2 separate regions of the Mus musculus genome follow, and region 1 is linked to region 2. Evidence: chromatin contacts called from public promoter capture Hi-C data. All regions are on one chromosome and are shown on one strand. The core of a region is the stretch at or near the end of the contact, and the rest is flanking DNA. Distances in the headings are between cores, read along the strand shown.

Region 1 (3,796 bases), core at 962-3,461, 240 kb before region 2:
TTGTGAACATGAACTGAGTCAAGTCTGTTCAAATAATACAGTATGTTATTCTGAGGTTTGATTTGCTCCATGATGTTTTATGATAACTTGAACACATAGCCATCCAGATGTGCCACAAATCTGGTGAATAAAAAGCACATTAAAATTTCCTGGACTTTTATCTATTACTAAAGTTAAAATTATTTAATATTTACTAACCTTAATAATAATCCTCTTCATCTTAGAGTCACTTAGCTATCTTTAAGTAGCTACTGGGCCATCTTATTTTGCCAGTAACATTAAGAGTTCTAAATTGTGCTTATTACAATTTTTCAAATCTATTTGAAGTGAATTATAATCATCCTACTTTGTTACCTCGATGGAATTCCATTGTAATTGCATTTATAAAAGTTAAATAAAAACTAAGTAGGGTCATGAAGTTAGTAGGTAAAATATTTTAATTTTAGTGACTAAAAAACCACTTCTAAAAATATTTTCTTCATGGGTTTTTTTTTTTCCTTTATTGTGGTTTAACACAGAAATAAGAGATTAGTTTGTTTTGGTTAGGCTTATTAAATATAGCTCTAACCGTATTTTTATATAATTTATTTAAAAGCTAGTCTCTGCTTCAAAAATAAAGGAATTGGATCTATGACTGCATAAATTAAGAAACTGTCTTCCCTGTGTGCATAGCTCTAAGTCCTGATGTTTGGGATAGGGGCGGGGGGTGGGGTACTGTTTTTATTTTATTTTTATTTTTTATTTTTATTTTGAGAGGAGGTCTTACTATAGACTCGGCTGACAAACCACACATTACTTAGAAGAGGATGATCTTGAATTTCTTATCTTCCTTCACCACCTCCCAGACACTAGGTTCACAGGCATAGTCAGGTTTCACTTTGGGCACAGTTCTATCAGTGGTTCATCGTCATCTGAAATGTAGTTCAACTAGAGTAACTGCTGAGCACAGACACTGACAGGTGTCTCATAGACCACTCGGTATGGGGACTTAAGACTAGCCATGTACTGTTGTCATACTATTTGTTTATACTTGAAAAAAAAATCTTTTTAAAAATCAAGGCTGGAAGTCTTCAGAATGAGTAAGGGCAAGAAAGTCATCCTGACAGTATGTCAGGTTCACCTGTGGATGCAAATTCAGCTATAACATACAGAAGTTTATCTTCAGTATCTGAACACTGGACTACAAGATCTTGCAGGAAGCTTAGTTGGGGCTGGAAAGGGAGCAGGGAAATGAGGAAAAGGGAACTAGAAACAAGATTGCAAATGGGAAGGGCAGCGAATGTATCCATCCTAAGGGGGCGGGGTGGGGGTGGTCTCTTGCAACTAGACTGAGGAGACAGTTGAAACAGGTTGAGACTGCTACTGTATTGTAACTTTAAAGGGGTTTATTATATAGGAAACTTACCCCCCACCCCCACCCCAAGAAAAATAATAAAGATACAGGATTTTTTTTTGGCAGACAGACTTCAGTCGATGAAGTTTCAAATAATATCTACCTTAAAAAGGGATCAGAGAGTTGGGTCACTCTTATCTAGAATACACTAAGCCCAGTGGAAAACGGTCCACAATTCCTGAGGGGTGGAGCTGTTTAGAAAAAAAACGAAAAACAAAACAGCCAATTAACAAGCCTTCAGCTTCACACTGAACTCTATTCAGTAAGAAAAGAAAGGAAGGAAGGAAAGGAAGAGAATGAAGACGTTAGAATATCCCGTGTGAGCAGTAGAGACCACACATTAGGCTGGGGGAAGAAGCCATGTTTTAGGTTTTTGTCTTGGGCCGAGAACTTGTATTCAAAAAGCCTCAAACATTACACTTAAGTCTATGTGTTTAACTATGATGAATGTGTTTACTAACAGGGCAGAACCTCACACACACAAAAAGGCGAAAACCCACTCTAGGTCTGTCTGTGGCAACGAAGCTCTCCGCCAACGATCACCACCATACCCATCCACGGGAAAGCTCCCTCTACACGCCGAAGAAAGCGTAGCCTCCGAGGGCTCTCCCGCCACGCCGCGCGAGATGCTTCGCTCGGCCTCCTGGGAAATGTAGTTTAAGTCACTGAAGACGGCTTAGTCAGGCCAGTAAAGAGTGAGTCCAAAAAAACTACAACTCCCGGTGTGCTCCAGGGTGACGAGCGGCCGCAGCAGTGACGACTGTAGCGGTGAAGGGCCGGAGGGGGCTCTGCGTTCTGGAGTGGCGCTGCTTGGTCCGGCGGCTGGGTGAGGGCTGCTGGTGTCGCGTTTGAGGAGAACTGCGAGTGTGTTTGGCATATCCCCGTCAGGATCCCAGCTACGATGAGTGCTGCCCGGGAGTCTCACCCGCACGGGGTGAAACGTTCAGCCTCCCCCGACGACGATGTAAATAACAATGGATGAGGGTTGAGGCCTAGTGAAGGCTGGGGTAGGCCGGGAAGGGTGGATGGAGGAAGAAGCGCCCGAAGGAAGGGGGCGCAACGAGGGATGTCTTCCTTTTCCTACTAGAATCTGAAGGATTGAAGAGGCCCTGAGCTGAGATACAGAGACCTGCGTAGGAACGGGGGTTGAGGAAGGAAATCCTGAGAAGGGTCGAAAAGGAAAAAGAGCTTAATCGAGATGTCTTTGCGTTTTGGGAAACCGGTGAAGCTCATTTCTTAGTCATTTCAGGATAGATATGTCATAGTCCTGACATTGGTCTAAAACGCTCCTCTGGCAATCGCGAAATGTTCAGTCACATTTGGACAAATTTTCCAGCCCGAATCCTTTTTTGCAGTGTACTGGTAATTGCTGCCCTAACTACACCATTCTTAATAAACAGAGACCAATATTAAGCCGAAGATTGTGGTAGACAGTTTGGGGATGGAATAATGGCGAGGTCAGAGGGAGTGAGACCCAGAAGCGCATTTTGATGTCAGATACCTTTTTCCTGCCCTCTCATGCCTTCAGCTCATCAGTTTAAATAATAAACTGTCCCTTATTAACCTGTTCAGTACTGACTACAATGCCAGATACTGGAATTGAAGATTAATAAAGAGGATGCTTATATTTGTCTTAGCTCTAGCATAGTGTTTAGAAACTGCAGGTAACTTGTAAAATTAGGTTCTTCTATAATGAAATCCCTTGGAAACATTGATGGGGAAGTTGGTGGGAAGGGGACATGAGGAAGTCATCTTTGAGACAGATGAAAGCTGGTCTCGCTTATTCATACACTGTCAGCTTCAGAATTGTAACTTTTAGTGCAGTTTGACATCTTTCATAAGTCCTTTGTGAGCCATAAAAGGTTCCCTGAATTATTTTGTAGTTAATGAGAGAATACTAAGAACCACACTCCTTTGGTTGGAAGATGGGGTGTGGACCAGAATTGTAATAATAGAATAAATTTTAGCCTTGTGAGGAAGATTAGTAATCAATTAAAAAAGAGTGGAGGGATGACTGGTTGTCTGTGAGATTAATTCATGTCCCTTGTCTTCCCTGCGACTGGAATTTAGATCTTCCATTGTTAATACCGCCATTCTGCATTGTTAGGAATTTGTCTAGGTTTTTTTAGTGATCTAGATTGTAGATGTAAAAGAGCTGTTACATTGTTTTCCTCCCAATATCAACTGTGAGTTGATTCCGAGAATGTCACACATTCTTGCTTTGATAGACTCAGAAATAAAACAACTTTTTAGCCAGGTGAACTTTGATATATTTCAAATCCTATAACTGTTGTCTTGATAGTTGATTTATAGGTGATTATAATTGCATTTTCAAGATTGGGACCTGTGACTTTACCTATACTATCATAAAGACGACTGTGTTGTTGTTGTTATGCTATATAC
Region 2 (3,875 bases), core at 1,127-3,626:
CAGTCAATGTCTGTATGCTTATCATAGCGAACAAGTCATGAAACAAACAAAAGGGGGGGATTTCATTCATAGTTTAATCAGCATCTATCAACTATGACCCTCTTCTTACCTTTAGAAGGACCCCCCCCCCCCCCAAGCATCATAAACCAACCAGTTCTGGCTGTCCTGGAAGTAACTGTGTAGACTAGGCCAGCCTCAAATGCAGAGACCTGCTTGCCTCTAGGTAACATTTCTTCCTTCCTTTCTTTTTCTTTTGGTTTTTCGAGACAGGGTTTCTCTGTGTAGCCTTGGCTGTCCTGGAACTCACTTTGTAGACTAGGCTAGCCTTGAACTCAGAAATCTGCCTGCCTCTGCCTCCTGAGTGCTGGGATTGAAGGCGTGCGCCACCATGCCTGGCTTAGGTAACATTTCAAGAGAACACTGTCATGTGATTATATATCATCCATGCAAGCTTCCCCACTACTATGACAGAGATGAACTGACACTTAGCCAAAAAGGCAAAATGCCTACCACTATTCATTATTTACCATCTAGCTGATTTGCCAACCAAAAACCATATACTTACTATTTCCAATTAGGTGGGAGCACCCGCTTAGTCTTATAGTATCGAGCCAATCGGTGAATTCTGCTCTCTATCAGAATCAGGCGGAATTTAGCATCCTTATCCTAGAAATAAAAGAGATTTAAGAAAACCACCAACAAGTAAAGAAACTAAATAGCTTCTATGGTTAGGTTAAGTTCTTAGGGCAATTTTTTTAAGGAGGCAGGGTATCTTATTATTATACAGAATAAGTTGGTTGTCTTACAATGTGTTAGACCAGGCTGGTCTCAAACTCCAACAATTAAGGGCATGCATCACCAAATCCACAGAGGCAATTTAAACTCCTAGAATAAGGCCCATAGCCACAAACCTACACAAAAGCCCCAGCACCTGGGACCAACTGGATGTAATAGTTTAGGGGAGCTAAAAATCAAACCACCTATTTCTAGGAAACTATCATGTTGACTATTAGCCAGCACCCAGAACCACCTGAGAGGACTCAAGTGCGTTCTCCCCTCTGAAGATCCGCAGCGCAAGTGTCTCGACACAACACCTGGTTTGTTGTCCGCCTTACCTTTCTGTTCCTCTCAAGGTGCTTTCGGACAGCAACAGCTTTCTTAATCAAATGGTAGAGATCCTCGGGGAGGTCAGGGGCAAGGCCTTTGGACTTGAGGATTCTCAAGATTTTATTTCCAGTCACAAAACGGACCTGGGCCACCCCGTGTGAGTCCCTCAGGATTACACCTGAAAAGAGAAACACACTCAAGCACACACACATGCGATAAAACCCTAACAGCCAAACTCCAAATTTCCAGCTCACTCAGACATCCAAGGAAGGTCAACCCAACATGGAAAGTCCTTCTGGTGGAAACTGCGAATGTTGGAACACCATCATCACTGTGAGCTTGCCAGAATACATCTGACCAGAGGAAACAATGTGACTTCTACCTTTATATTTAGTATTAACTTAAAAGCAGCCCAACATTTATTTGTACCTATCTTTAAAACTGCATGTTATTGCTTTTAAACCTCAAATTACTTCAGATCAGCTGAGCCCATTTCACATGATTTTTTCTGCATATTTCTAGCGAACTTTTTATATCCTAAAGAGGATATTTTCCTCCGATGAGCAGTTATTCCCAGACTCAGAAGCCAAGCTACCAGAAACGAGTTATTTCCCATTTGTACAAAGTCAGAGCAGCTTAGAATCAATTCAGTTAGATGTGACTCAATCCCAGACAGCCCTTGCTCCGCTGTGGAAGCAGGAGGAACCTTTTTAACATACGGACTAGACACATTTGTTTCTCGAGAGCAGAAGGAAGAGATTACATCAACACTCACCTATCTGGGAGGGAGTCAGGCCTTTCTTGGCCAATTTGTAAATCTGTTCCTTCACGTCGTCAGACGTCAACTTCAGCCACTACAGATGGAAGAGAAATCGGCCTTAGGATGAGAGAGCACGGCGGCAACCTTCCACTTCGGGTCCCATCCTCCCGCGCACCGATCGCTTCCCACGCCGCCCTCCAACCCTCAGCCTCTACTCACCGTGGGGACGCTACGGCGGTAGGGCAGCGCCGACTGGGACAGGCCCTTCCTGAAAACAGAAGATAGGAAGTAAAGCGGCGGCCCGCGCCCCAAGCAGCCCCACTGTCCCTTCACCCGCAGCCCGCATCCTCCTCTCTCAGCCCCGCGCCCCAGCCCCGCAACCAAGGTCGGCGCCGCGGGCTCACCCGGGAGCGTGCATGCGACCCATGATGGCGGAGGTCTGGCAGCAAAGAGAGAACGAGGTAGGAAACGGCACAGGAAATCAAGCCGCACAGGAAGTGACGCCACTCACCGACGTTTGCTCTCGCGCGGGGGCGGGGCTACATAGTGTGGCCACCGGAGCCCGGGAGACTACGCGTCCCAGAAGGCATGGCGGCGAGGCGGTAAGTGTATGGCTGGGTTGCTACGCCTTGAACTCTTGTCTCTAGTCTTGCTCTTAGCCAGAGCAGCAAGTCTGTCTCTAACATCTCTTCGGAAGTCGCATCTGAGGGGACCTAGGGCGTGCTCGAGTCCTGGGCTGAAGGATTTGGATAAGCTGCGGGTTTCTCAGGGCTCCCTCTGCAGCCCCGAACTCGTGCGGTGTGGGATGATCGCAAAGCCTAGGTGCAGCCGGCGCTTCTCTCTAGATCGTTAATTCTAGGCTTCCGAGCCCCGCCCGGGTCTGTCCTCCTGTCTGCGCGCCTTTTCTACACAGGTCGGAGCGCAGAACCGCTCACCCCCGTCGGAGAAGAGTTGGGAACGAGGAAAGAAGCTTCGAGAAGATGAGGGGGAAAGGGACTACCCCGGGAGTTGGTCTTTTAAGGATGTCCTAGTCCGGTTCACCACAGAGCGTTCGAAGAATGGGTGAATATAACAATTTATTGTAAATGCAACAAAAAACAACAAAGACATGGACCCAAGAAACTCAGATCTACAAGACCCTGTTGACAAGTGAAGCGTGAGAGGTTTGAAACAGTACTGAAATACTGATCCAGTTTTCTTTTTTGTTGTGTTTGAGACCGGGTCCCTCAATGTAGTTTTGGTTGTTCAGGAACTCGCCTTGTAGACCAGGCTTGCTTCAAACACACGTTAAGTCTTTCTGCCTCTGTCTCTTAAAAAAATGCTGAAATGATGATGAAAGGTTTGAGCCATCATGCCCAGCTGCGTTCTTTTAACCCATTACTAGTTGAATTACGTTTTCCAAAACATTGGGAACTTGAACCAAATTTGTATTTATTTCCTGGCAAAGTTGTATTTGATTAATTAACCAGATTCACACTTTTAGCCCAGATATGTGATCCGAACATCAAGCTTGGCTTCAATTCGCAATCCCTAAGCAAGAATACTTCATTTCACTCTAACACATTTGTCCGAATACAAATTTAGGGTTCAATAGTCTTTCTCATTTCCACGAGTCACTCCAACACATCTCACCACAGAAACGTATCAAATACTTCATTGTTTCCACGGGTACCCCAATCCTATCCATCATCTCTCAGGCAGCTTAAGTGGTGTCCCATTATGTATACAATCCATTGTCTGCCTAGTGGTTAGTGGTCTCTTTGTAAATCCCTCTAAATTGTGTGTGTTAAAGATTGATTTATTGATTTATTTATTTAATATAAGTACACTGTAGCTGTCTTCAGACACTCCAGAAGAGGGCATCAGAACCCATTATAGATGGTTGTGAGCCACCATGTGGTTGCTGGGAATTGAACTCAGGACCTCTGGAAGATCTAAATTGTTTTTAAAGACTTTTACTGTGTGAATATGGGGTAAGAGGATAACCTTGTGTAGTCTTTTCATCTTT

Evidence for each region. Capture Hi-C pulls out chosen DNA fragments and counts their contacts.
Region 1: a contact with region 2 is called in a promoter capture Hi-C map of liver. The contact joins the promoter of 1110004F10Rik here to the promoter of Rps13 in region 2. A contact is called at or near these places in 4 of 39 promoter capture datasets (the C10 cell line, cranial neural crest, embryonic stem cells and 1 more), 15 of 484 Hi-C or Micro-C datasets (CD4 T cells, CD8 T cells, LSK cells and 8 more), 15 of 115 datasets of contacts at active chromatin or transcription factors (the 230-238 cell line, the SCID.adh cell line, effector CD8 T cells and 6 more) and 3 of 9 other capture datasets (adipose tissue, liver and pancreatic islet).

What each region holds. Positions count from the first base shown.
Region 1 is chr7:116,091,169-116,094,964 of GRCm38.p6, forward strand. It overlaps 1110004F10Rik (RIKEN cDNA 1110004F10 gene), which reads left to right and starts at 2,212. Exons shown (of 5, transcript NM_019772.2): 1 at 2,212-2,357. The coding sequence starts at 2,295. It overlaps 1700003G18Rik (RIKEN cDNA 1700003G18 gene), which reads right to left and starts at 1,981. Exons shown (of 4, transcript NR_029433.1): 1 at 1,894-1,981.
Region 2 is chr7:116,331,814-116,335,688 of GRCm38.p6, forward strand. It overlaps Rps13 (ribosomal protein S13), which reads right to left and starts at 2,377. Exons shown (of 6, transcript NM_026533.3): 1 at 2,272-2,377; 2 at 2,087-2,135; 3 at 1,883-1,961; 4 at 1,116-1,285; 5 at 566-666. The coding sequence starts at 2,294. It overlaps Snord14a (small nucleolar RNA, C/D box 14A), which reads right to left and starts at 1,444; the gene lies at 1,358-1,444. It overlaps Gm10589 (a long non-coding RNA gene), which reads left to right and starts at 2,356. Exons shown (of 2, transcript XR_869889.2): 1 at 2,356-2,469.